2 separate regions of the Zea mays genome follow, and region 1 is linked to region 2. The links are chromatin contacts, called in public Hi-C maps. All regions are on one chromosome and are shown on one strand. Each heading gives the region's core, a stretch centred on a gene start, on an enhancer-like site or on the middle of the called end of the contact. The rest is flanking DNA. Distances are from core to core; before and after follow the strand shown. Region 1 holds the start of LOC100276211. Region 2 holds the start of LOC100276139.

The links. A called contact is a pair of places that touch in the nucleus more often than the background predicts.
Region 1: a Hi-C map of endosperm shows a contact between it and region 2, with 4 times the contacts expected there. The contact joins the promoter of LOC100276211 here to the promoter of LOC100276139 in region 2. A contact is called at or near these places in 3 of 25 Hi-C or Micro-C datasets (ear, endosperm and tassel).

What each region holds. Positions count from the first base shown.
Region 1 is chr7:138,734,568-138,741,318 of Zm-B73-REFERENCE-NAM-5.0, reverse strand. LOC100276211 reads right to left here and starts at 1,761. Exons shown (of 9, transcript NM_001150053.1): 1 at 1,629-1,761; 2 at 1,340-1,452; 3 at 1-98. The coding sequence starts at 1,376.
Region 2 is chr7:138,175,604-138,181,839 of Zm-B73-REFERENCE-NAM-5.0, reverse strand. LOC100276139 reads left to right here and starts at 2,948. Exons shown (of 1, transcript NM_001149999.1): 1 at 2,948-3,569. The coding sequence starts at 3,000. The coding sequence ends at 3,347. It overlaps LOC100282589 (polygalacturonase), which reads left to right. Exons shown (of 3, transcript NM_001155497.2): 2 at 169-500; 3 at 583-1,294. The coding sequence ends at 1,070.

The sequences.
Region 1 (6,751 bases), core at 512-3,011, 560 kb before region 2:
CATGTAAGGAAATGCCCCAGCAGATGCTCGGCCATTCCCACTGAAAACCCGTCCTCTCAATCCTCTATTTTGTGCTGGAGGGAGATCGTCATCAGTCCCTACAGCAAAGAGAGAGGAATCAATAGTGTAGTATATGAAATGCACAACATGACAGCAAGTCATAAGGTATACATCTGGACTATGTAGTCCTATGACTGCGACACCAACTATACTTGTAACCCGAATTTACAATTTGGTGCCTAGTGGGCCAGAAGCGCAGAACTAGTCACTAGCCAGAGAAGGTGAGTGACGTGGTATAAATTATAATGAATCCAAAGCCAGGATACCGTAAGGCCCCATTTGGATCCTTGAAATTGAATTCCATTCTAATAATCGCAATTTAGCCATAGATCAATTAAGCTAATATGATTTTGCACAATAATCGCAATTTGTATACTTCCATTGACCATATAAAAAGATATTTATGTGCTACATTTCTACTATAGAGGAGCGAGCCGAAGAACATGTTATAAGTTGTAGAGTAGAAACATAGACTAGTGATATAAAAGATGATAAGATCAATTTCCACTCCTCATCCTATGAATTTAAGATAGGCTTATATCTAAACTTTGGAAAGTGGTGGAATGATAAATTCCAAACCAAATAACCTACTCTATTAAGTAGATTCCAATTCCTTCAAAATGAAAGGATCCAAACGGACCCTAAGTGTAAACTGTAAAGTAGAAAATCTTTCCTGACACGTAACTCATCAAGTAAAACTACTACAGCACTGGTATAGAGATTTCCATAGCCAATACTCCGTATTACATCTCTGAAATCTGAAATACCTATAAACAAGCCCCTGAATTATATTTAATACAAGCTGCATTTTTTTTAAAGAATGTTTTTTGTAATTTCTTTTAGGTGTCAAAATAAAGAAACCCCATCCTAGAGCTTCCGTGTGGTAAGGAAAAAATGGTTATTTATTCCTTAGCAAAAAAAATGGAGACATATAATGCTTACTCTCAAACTTTGAGTATACAGTTGTAATATTATTTGTTTCCATCATCTTGCGATCAGGACCCTTATATCTAATATCTAATGACCCAGGACTTAATCCTGGGCGTCAGGAGTAAAAATCCAAAGTTTTGGGGAAAGAAAGTTTCAACAATTTATTCATTGGGCTATCTGTATAACACCGCAATTTAAATCTTCTGCTGCACATTTACATTGCTTAGTAGCAACATCAATCTCAAGATCATACAGTGAGGATGAAACACAAATTGACCCAATAGAACGGGGATCCCTAACCAAGAAAAAAAACATCAGGATTAAAACTGGTCAATTCGGGCAAACTTACCGCTGCTATCGTAGAGGTTGTATCCCACCGCCTTCATAACCCCGCCGGAAACAACGAGAGAGACGAACCGCCGAAACCCGCAGCACTTCCTCCGGATCCAGGCACCGGCGCGTCTGAGCTCGATTAAAGGACATGGGTATACATATGTACAACCAATATGTTTTGCGGCAAAAATCGTAGTTAGTAACTTGTAGTTAGATCAGGTCCGGATACAAATAGCCAAATAGCTTAAATTAGGGTTCTGTCACTCGGTCTCGCACAGCAGGAGGGAAAGATAAGGCGCGCATACCTGGTGGGTGCTCTTCGCCGGTGAAGGGACCGACCAAGACCCGGGAACCTGGCGTAGCTTAGGGCGACGGCGCCTGGCCTGCGTAGGCGGTCGCCCAGCGCCACGAGAGGGAGAAAGAGCACGGGGGACGAACGGGAGAAGTAAAGGAAGGAGGATGTGTTTTATTTCGTAGCCGCTGGATTAGGCGTAAGGCGCGTCGGCCGTCGGGACTCGGGAACCCGTTTTCTTTCACGAAAAAAAATGCCTCAGCTTATGGGGGAAAATGTTTCATGCTAATTTGGAAATCCTATTTTCTAAAAGATTTTCATATTTTCAAAGAAAATTAGTTTATTTTTCTTTAAAAAAACAGAAATCACTTGAGAAAATAAAGTTACAAACAACCCTATTTTTAAATGCAATTTTACTTTTCTAAGTGAAATTAGTTTATTTTTCCTTTGAAAATGATAATCCTTTGAAAAATGATGTTGCCAAACTAGCCCTTAGGCTTAGCTTTTACACAGAAGAATTTTTTACTTCTATATATAGAAATCACTCATTCCTAATTAAAAAATAATCCCAGTTTAAATGAAAATACTCTAGTTCACAAAAATTATATAGGTTGAATTAAAGTCCTTCTACCTTAGGGACAAATCTTATTTCAGTAGAAAGATGTTCCATTGGAACCACTAACTTACCAAAATATTTTACTTTATAGATTATTGACTTGTATAGTGAAAAAGATAATTAAAATTTAAATAGAAGTGCTTTGCAACACGCAAAGGCAAGCATAAAATAAAATATAAAAATAATGAAAAGGATATTTTAGCCTCATATTACTACTATATAGAGCGCGACGCAAACGTGCGACAGCGTTCGTCTACATCGGCGAAAAAATTTGCACTGTCCGATCGCTGTTCAGCGGCTACGTCTCTTCGTGTGTGCGTAGGCTCCTGTCCAACCTCTCTTTTACTGGAAGCTTCACGCTACGTGATAAAAAAAAGAAGAGAGATCGAGAAGGGGAGCGTCGGCATTGTTCTCTCCGCCGCCACTGCTCCCCACAATGCCGCTGCTGTAGCTTCATGACGGCGCCCCTGCACCAAGCCTCGCTCGTGCCAAAGCGAAGCCATCGGCTCCACCGCTCCTCCAGCCACGAACGTCGTCGGTTGTCCAACCCTCCCCTTCACCACCGCTTGCCACGATGTCGCTGCTCCAGCCTTGCAACAGCGCCCCCTTCCATTGTCCCCCCGCCCGCGGCCCCGCTGCTGCTCCAACTCTACAGCCCCTGTCCGACATGACCAACGCCTCGCAGGCGGAGGCGACATCCGACCCTATGAACATAGGCGTTGGGGCTTCACACTAAGCTTCACCAGAGCGTAAAACTCCCTCGTCGGTCCAGGGGAGGGACTCTAGCAAACGACGGACCTGCCGATGGTCAGCCGAATCGCTGGATTACCGTTGAATTGCTGAGTTTGATTCAGTGCGCATTATCTCCGGCTAGGGCCTAGGGGTTTGCAGTGGCTATTTCTGGGTCGATGGATCGGTCGGCTTTGGACTTTTTCTGATGTTGATGGCTTAGGATTTTTTGTTGCCATCGCTTGGGGAGATAATCTTTGGGGAGGGTTTTAGGTCTAGATTAGCCACAATATAAAATTTGATCCATCAGCCAAGTCGATTTATATTAATACACTATGATACAGGGATGTTTAGAAGATTCTTACCATCTGATTCACGTACTTATGAAATGAATTTTCTATTATTAGATGTTCGTTATGGTTTCTTTCTGCTTTATGTTCTCCCAGAATATTGTTAACCAGTGTTATGAGTTGGGTAGTACAATTGGAGTGATATCTTGATCAGCTGCATTTGGTTTGTGATTGCAGAGAAGGAATGGTTTCATAAAGGCGAGAAGGTTGATGGGTGGCCACCCTCGTCGAGCTGACAACGAGGATAGTGTGTGACAAATAGTCTGTCTCCAACATTGAGCATCATATATTCGAGCTATCGTGTTTGGTTATATTATACTACCTCTGTTTTTTTCATTTGACGTTGGCTAATGCAATTTTACACTAAAAACGTCAACTAAAAAACGGAGGGAGTATATTTTTTCCTTGATCTATTGGTGCTAAATATGAAAAATTCTCGATTTGCATGTAACTGAACATAAAATTGCTGAAGTTTTCCAATCTGTTGATAGGTGTGTTCTAAGGTTCTTGATATTCAATTTGGTTGAGGTCATATGCTTTTTAAAATACTAGAAAATCAATTTCAAATGATGCTGCTTAGAACTTATGGATAAGAACTCAATTAAAACACATTGTTCTTCATGTCTACATATGAATTGAACATATGCATTTTTAGATTTGTTTACGAAGATTAGTGCCTACTGACTAATGTGTTTCGTCTTCGTCCTTGCAGGCTCCACTGACGCTGCTAGAGGAGCAGTTGCCGCAAGACGCAGGAATGGACGAGCAGCTGCCGCCAAGTTCTAAGCCCGGAGGGTACGAGCAAATCTGGGGGAGGACCTGGTGTTCGAGGTACTGATGCGTGTGGAGGCCTGGACACATACGGTCGCGATCCATGTGAACTAATTTGGGAGACAACACACCCTTAATAAGTTAGATGTAGTACGAGTGTGAGTGTGAGTGTATGAGCACGACTGGTGCACATACCATCTGAAGGTTTGAATAATCTGTCATCTCTTATATGAAAGTAATTGCTGATAAGGTATGTGCATGGCAAATTAGTGGGTACAAGGAATAACTATTGTATAGCCGCATCAAAATCAGTGATTGACTTGGAAACCCGAGGAATGAGGAGAGCCATAGCAAACTCATCAACTGACAAACAAGTTATATATCTTTCTTTCTTTGTTTCAGTTTCACAAATTTATTGATTTATACATGATTATATTGCACATATATATCTAAAGCAACACTTTTAAAATGTAAAAACATATCGGTGAACGAGTCGCGCAAGGCGCGACCAATTTACTAGTTCTTTATATGAGAGGGATGAAACCCACTTATCTTAATTTATTATTAAAACCAAGACAGCACACTAAAACAACTAATTAGGAGCTAATATTAGCAAGCGATCTCTAAATTGTTTAGCTAATGGCCTAACTAATAATTAGGTATATTCCTAACTATCTACTAACTATCTATTAGTTCATTAGTTGACTTAACCGAGCTAATATCTTACTCTCTGTTTTGTCCATTCCATATTCCACAGAGTTCCATCAAATATGGTGATCTAGTGGCACACAAATAAGGACAGTCTGTCACTATCGTCAGATCAAGTTCGGCGTAGTCGTCATTCCCCTCCTCCATTCTCCTATGCCTCCTAATATCTTCTTCTATAGCGTCGCCAAGTATTTTCATTATTTCAACTTTTTAAGTGAATTATGTTGTTTGCGTAACTTGAAATTTTTTGTGTGACTAGTCTTTTTTGGCACAATTAGTTTAGTTTTGGTTTTGAAAAACCTTACAGTGTTGCATTAAAAACATATCACTTTTATCAATCATTCAGTTGAGGTTTCCAAAAAAATTAGCTAATAGTCAATTAGCTAATAATTAGCTAGGTAAAATTAGTTGTATAGCTAAACTAGATTTATAATGGATTAGATTAAATACTCATAATTGACATTCAAACATTCGATATGACATATGTTAACTTTAGTCGGAAGAATCAAACACCATCTAAGTTGTTTTAGATGAGAGAAGGATTGTATAAAAAATCAGAGATTGTTTTATTATTGTTTGTTAAGTGTTTTAAAAAACAAATGTAAAATTAATTTAGTTAGTAATTAAAGTAAAGGTCACGTAACTTGCATAGTAAAATCAACTAAAATTTCATTAGTTTAGTAACAGTATTAGTTATATAGTAAGAGTTTTAGCCTCACAAGATAAGAATCCAATCTATGACAATAAGATTACGCTCTTTTCATGTAGTTTTTTAGTAGTTAAAGTACTACTGAAATTCCATAAAAATTAGAAGAAAAAATAATATCTAATTACCAACTTTTGTGTAAAATTATATAAATTTTAGATACTGCTAGATCATAGAACTAAAATAGACAAAACTTAGTGTCATGTGGCAATGCCACATTAGCGACCAACACACCACTAGCAACATCTACAGCCATAGTGGCAAAGCCAAATTAGCAAAACCACTCACTAAAACCGTACATGGGGTTATTTGCTCATTTTTGTAAATTTGAGGGTTAAACAACTAGTTTTGAATGTGAGGGGTGAAGTAGAATACCATCTAAAAATGAGGGGCTATGTATACTTTTCTAAATAATATTGTTTGTGAGAATTCTAGGTGTTTAGTCACCTATAGGGGTCAATAGATGAAACCTAAAATTTACAAATTAAAACACAACTTGATCCCAGTATAATGGTTAGAACAATGTAAGGGTTAGTTTGAATCAAGGAGAGTTCGACTTGCAGAATGTTGCTCTTATGAATGTGTGGATTTATGACTTGGAGCAACATAGTAACATTTAATAAAGATCGACGCAAGTAGGGATTGCAATGGGTGGGTGTAGTGCGCACCACCCATGTTGACATCCAACACATTGAGCCACACATGCACCCATAATGCCTAAGAGGTGGATTTTTGCACCCCCACCTGTTGGGCACCCGATGGGTTATCAACCATTGCAAATAATTGAACAAAAGCTCTACTGTAGGAAACGGGTGACGCCTAAGAGGGGGGGTGAATTAGGACTTCTAAAACTTTTACTAAACTAGGCCACAATTAAATCCCTAGAGCAAAACCTATGCAAATAATCAAAACTAGAATGTGCAAACTCGGTTTTGTCTAAGTGTGCTATCTCTACCGCAATGGCTAAGTTTCAATCTACACTAAATAAGTATGCATACAAGATTGAAACTTAAATGCTTAATATAAATGCGGAAACTTAAAGAGCAAAGTAGAGAAGCAAACTCTCGGAGATGACGTCGGTATTTTTACCGAGGTATCCGGAACCACGCAAGGTTCCGACTAATCCTCGTTGGTGCCCCTACGCAAAGGGAAGCCCACGCGAGGGCCAAGCACCACGGTCGAGTAACTCCGTAGAGAGCCACGAGCCTTCTCCACGCGCAAGTGGTGCTCCGCTTCCGGCTCCTCTCGGACGCTCC
Region 2 (6,236 bases), core at 1,699-4,198:
ATCAACAACCTTTTCTCTCTACCATTTTTGTTCTTGCGGTTGTGTGAAATAACTTGTCCTGATATGTTTTCCTACTTATTAGGACATATGATGATCAGAAGTAGACAGTGTTTATTTGTCAGTGTACTTTGGCAAAATTAACAGGCTCTACACTTGCATTGCTCGCAGTCTTCACCTTGTCAGATGTGACAACACAGTCATCCACAATGTGTCGATATTTGGAGATTTTAAAACTCCCAACAATGATGGCATTGACATTGAGGATTCTAACAACACTGTCATAACTGATTGCCACATAGACACCGGAGACGATGCTATAAGCCCAAAGTCGACAACTGGACCAGTTTATAACTTGACGGCAACAAACTGTTGGATGCGGACTAAATCTTGTGCTATCAAGTTTGGAAGTGCAAGCTTCTTCGACTTCAAAAGACTGGTTTTTGACAACATTACAATAGTTGATTCACATCGAGGACTTGGGATGCAGATCCGGGATGGAGGTACTAACCTGCAACCTACGATTGTCAGTAAAGCAAATATCTGTTGAATGTGAATGACACACTAACAGTTTACCTTTTACAGGGAATGTGAATGATGTGGTGTTTTCAAACATTAAAATGAGGACCAGGTACTACCATCCTTTATGGTGGGGAAGAGCCGAACCAATCTATATCACAACTTGCCCAAGGCACCCAGATTCAAAAGAAGGCGCCATTTCAGACATAAGATTCATCAACATCTCATCGGTATCAGAAAATGGAGTTTTTCTGGCTGGATCTAAGCATGGGCTGCTCCGCAACCTGAAATTCAAGAACATAGACCTTACCTACAAGCGTTGGACAAACTACACGGGAGGGCTCTATGATTACAGGCCTGGGTGCCAGGAGATGGTGAAGCACAAGACTGGTGGCATGATGCTGGAGCATATCTCCGGTCTGGAGATTGACAACGTGAGGATGAGATGGGCGAGAGGAAGCCTGAAGGGCTGGAATGTTAACCCTATCCTCTTCCGGCCATCAACCATCGATAATCTGTCTTTCCATGACTGGCAGTCAGTGGATGTTCAGTAGATTTAAGTGGCACAGTTGTATTACGTGTGTATCTATCAGAATAAAGGGGTGATTCTTTTGTGAAATATTGAAATGTGTTAATAATAAGCAATCCCAACAGCATTTAAGCTTCTGCAGGGACTGGTGTGGTTTGCTATAATAATTTTATAAATCTGAATTCGTATGTTTGATTGTTCAAATGTGGTTTGCTTTGTGATTTTATAATGATTCTGCTGCAATAATGTACTCCCTCCATTACAAAATATAATTCGTTTTAGACTAATTTTATATTCATTAAGTAACATATGAATGCAGTTTGCATGTATGTCTATATTTAGTATCATTTGAATGAATGTGGATAGAAAAAATGGGTTAAAAAACTATATTTCGGGACGGAGGGGAGTACATGATATTTGTTTGACTGTCTAATATTGTCTAAATTCAAATGTTCTGAATAATCCAGTTCTAAGGATCATGCTTTTTGTGGTGTGAGGAAAGGAGTTCTACACTTGGTCATATGTTCAAAGTGCTATGCGAACTTGCAATTAGAATTATGGAGAAGTTCTGTAGGCTCATTCCTATTTGTTACTTTTAACCATTTCATTCAGGTATATGCCAGAGATTCATCATGTCATATCTGGCCGCGCTATTGAGGTGTTTAAAATGTAAATTAATGATCTGTATCACTAACTGGACCTTCTCACGTTAGTGACTCAGATTTATAATTACATCAACTCATGACATTGCTGTACGCGAACTTGCAATTAGAATTATGGAGAAGTTCTGTAGGTTCATTCCTGTTTGTTATTTTTAACCATTTTATTCAGGTATATGCCAGAGATTCATGATGTCATATCTGGCTGCGCTATTGAGGTGTTTAAAATGTAAATTAATGATCTGTATCACTAACTGGACCTTCTCACAAAGGTGACTATAGTCGAGCAGAGTGGAGGCCGCAAAATTGACTAAGAATATGCCAAGAACAAGAAACATAAAAACATAAATATTAGTGACACCAAAGATAAACAAGACTTCAAACCATGTGACGATAGCGGATAGGATAGGATCAATAAGAGGCTCACTATCAGTGGCACTAAGATAAATATTAAGCTCCATGGGAGTCTCAAAGGTATGGTGGTTAGTAAGAGAAGCATAATCATGAAGCCTCTGAATGTACTTTTTGAGATAGATAGAAGCCTTCAGGCGTGGAGGAGACCTCGATCCCAAGAAAATAACGAAGAGAACCAAGATTAGACATAAAAAATTGGACACTCAGATGTGCCCTTCACAAAGTCAATATACTAAGGATTATCACCAGACAACAATGATCACAAAAGACCACGATAGATTAAAGTGGATAGGTGGGAGCCATAAAAATGACCAAATTTGTCACTGATAATTATTGGGATAATATTAAATAGGAGTAAACTCATATTTTTCACATAAAAGTTAATATAATGTAGTGAACTAAATTTACATACAGTGTTAAATATAGAAGATTTATATTTTAAAGGTCAAGAAATGAACCAAGAACTTTACTAGTGTCAAATAAGGAATTGTCTCTTTGTATTAGTATAGTGTATAGAAAAACTATGAACGAAACCGAATATATGATTTTGAAAAGAAAAGTCAATGCAAAAGGAAAAGGAAAGAAGGAATCCATTTCAATGGGAAAAGGGGAAATGTTTTTTCCTTTTTGAGAAGGAGAAAGCTACTTACAAGATCCAAGCAAATCGTAAAGACCAATTCTAGCTCATAAAATAGCTCATAAAATAACTGCAGTTTCTGCTAAGCCCAGCCCAGCGCTCCCAAACCAAGCCCAGCCCATTTTCAGCGCCTCCAGGCTCCGGCCAACTCGCAGCCAGTCTCCACAGCGCAACGAACCTCGAGTCCTCGACAAGCACCCAAATCGACGAATTCTTCCCCCCTCTCCGATCTCGACGCGCACCGATGCGGGCGATGTCGTCGGCGGTTAATGGTATGCTGCGGGCACGGCTGCGCGGGGCAGCGCGCGTTCGCGGCGGCGGCGGCGAGGGGGCCGGGCGGTGGACGACCCCAGGTCACGAGGAGCGCCCCAAGGGGTACCTCTTCAACCGGCCGCCGCCGCCTCCGGGGGAATCTCGCAAGTGGGAGGATTGGGAGCTGCCCTGCTACGTGACCTCCTTCCTCACCGTCGTCATCCTCGGCGTCGGCCTCAACGCGAAGCCCGACCTTACAATCGAGACGTGGGCGCACCAGAAGGCGCTCGAGCGCCTCCAGCAGCAGGAGCTCGCCGCTGCCGACACCCAGGCCGAGTGATCCGCGCGTCTCAGGTCCTCTCGAACTCTCGGCTGCCTCTGATTTGGTTCCAATAAGATGGCCACAATGTGCGGTCCTGAATGTTCTGGACTTCTGGTATTGATGGAACACGAGCTGAACACTATGCTGCTGTTTTTTCTGTTCTGTTTTGAAATTTGCCCGGTGATGATGGCGAATGTCCTGAATATTCTGAATATTTTGAAATGTTTGACTGTTGTATTATCATCTTATCCTTCCGTTGTACTACCGCATGAGCACAATTTAGGATTTTACTTGTTTATCACTTCCGCAGATAGCTCTGTCGTGAAATGTTTCTTACATTGTTTGAGAGCCTCAGGTATTTTCCACATTTCTCAGTAGGCATATTGCATAGATAAATCAGGAGCACTGCTATGTGTCTGACACATGTATGAGTATGACCAGGCCTAATCAGCCAATCAGAAAGCTCGTTTTCATCCATTTGGGATAGGCGGCACACATGTTTCTATAGGTGCACACACACACACCACAGGCACAGGTCGGATGTCCATGGCCATACACAGCCAATCTAATAAATTAGTTTTAAAATGATAGATGGTAATGCATATTGTGGCAGTGTAAGTTATATGGATAGGAGATTGATGGCAGGGCGTATACCCCAAGCGGCGCACAAGAGCCATAGTCACACACAAGGAGTAGACGAACGAGAAAGAGGCGTTAAAGATGGCCCTTGGGCCAAGCAAGATAATTGTCTTTCATACCTTAAAATAGTTACATTGCCGATATATTTATAGTCCTTAGAGGACTTCGCCATCGAACAAACTAGAGAAGGAATCCTTATAGATTTGGACTCTCCTTTTCTAACAAACCAATTCTATTTTCTAAACCAACTCTTTGCTAAACTGGGCTCATGAGCTATGGTACCACACTATAGTATCCACCCTTATTTGAACATCGATTCCATGCTTCCACCCTTATCCAATTTGTCCATACCCACATTGCCCTTACGGCCTTACCCAATCAGGAGTTAGACAAATTTAACAGGAAATGGGTGGGAAAGATGACACAACAAGAACAAGCCATGTTAACCATGAGATTTGAATTTTCTGATAAAAGAATTAGAGACAAAGGCACAAAGCAGCAAGAAATGACTGATTAGTAACATATTACAATACTATGGCATAGAAAGAACCAAGGCACTAATTAAGGATCGGAAGGATCACATCCTGGTTCTATTTTTGTTCATAGTCTTATTTCAACTTGCCTATCTTCATACATGTGGCATGTGTTGATGTTTAGAAATCTTCAGTGGAAGAAGATCAAAAGCTACTGCATAAATTGTACATACACATTTCATGGGAACCAATTGAGAATTTTTGAAAGGCCAACTGTAATCGACCGAATTGTAGATACATGTCATTAGAAGAACCAATTGCTGTGTGTGTGGGGGGGGGGGGGATCCCAGATTTTGGTCATTAGTAGATAAAATATTTCTATTTCGTTTTTTAACTTAACTGATGATGTTCACGAATGCCATATTGCCTAACATTTTAAAAATGTTTTGCATCCATCCACTTCATCCTTTGGTTGTAATTGTACTACATGGAAACAGTTAGGAACTTAGGATTATCTTCTGTCTATTCTACTGATAACTCTGTTGTGAAAGATTCTTATGGTGTATGAGAGCCACACTGCCAGAGCCTCAGGTGTCTCTCAGTAAATATGTTACTTGGAGAAGTTAGATTGAAAACGTTAGAAGAAGATAGCCCATAATGTGTAAATGTGCTGAGCTGTGGGTATAATCATATAGAAGATGCAGGACTAATATTTGGATTGCTATTAGGTGTAACTATTAGCTTCTATGTTAGCTGAGCCTGTTTTATCATTTAATAAAAAGAGATAAGAAGCCATTAATAAATAGGGATAAGAAGCCAAGTCAATGTAAAGCATGTGGAATGCTGCTTCAGTAGTGTTGCTATGAATGCTATGGTCAAATAGGCATGTTGTACGCTTGAATTGATGCTACGATGAAGGATAAATTGTTGCCTATTTCTTTGTACTGAATTTGATGGTTTCTGGTAGAAACGATCATGGATTGCTTAGACGTCTTAAAAATAAGATAATATGTTGACTTTTAAATTGGCAAAGGATCCGAGCCATAGTACATGGACTACTGGTGGAAGTTCACTTTCACAGTCACAAATATACTTAAGGCTTTTGGGGTCAGTTGCTCTACACAAAACTTGGTAAGCTTTTCACGCATGCTTACTAGTCATATGCTAAGGAGGCCCCTTTTTATTATTTTCTGCAAAGTTTGGTGTAGTTGTGCTTTGTCATCTTACCATCTCCATACACAAGCAATTCTAGACATGAATACTGGGAATCAGTGTTTCTAAATACTCAAATTACTGTCTATGTTTCATATACCAAAAATTCATATGCGTTTGAGAAAAAATATACCAAAAAAGTTGACGAGTTAACATATCAAGCATGCTAGAACTTAGTTTGAGTGATTACTGTGGCTAAGCTAGCATTGATGGTTGCAAAATTACCATTCTGCGCCTAATGATGGATAACAACTTAGCAGCCACCTGGTGAGTGCTTCTGCAGTTAAGTGTGATAGGCAGACAAGTTGAGCAACCTTGAACAGTTGAACTTGAACACTTCTGGGTTCATGTACCTTAATCAGCAAATGATTCTACTTCAAGGGACATAAGAAATGAGCTTGTCTTTGTTTAAAACCCACAAATGATCCTTGTCATTGTTTTTAAGGGTGCTCGTATAATGTATATATGATTGACAACTAGCATATGCAATGGGTTACGGGTCAAGTGACTCATTAAGTATGGATGGCTAATTTCTATAGAAATTCAAAGAAATCTGAAACTTGGGCTAAAGTGACTTATAGCA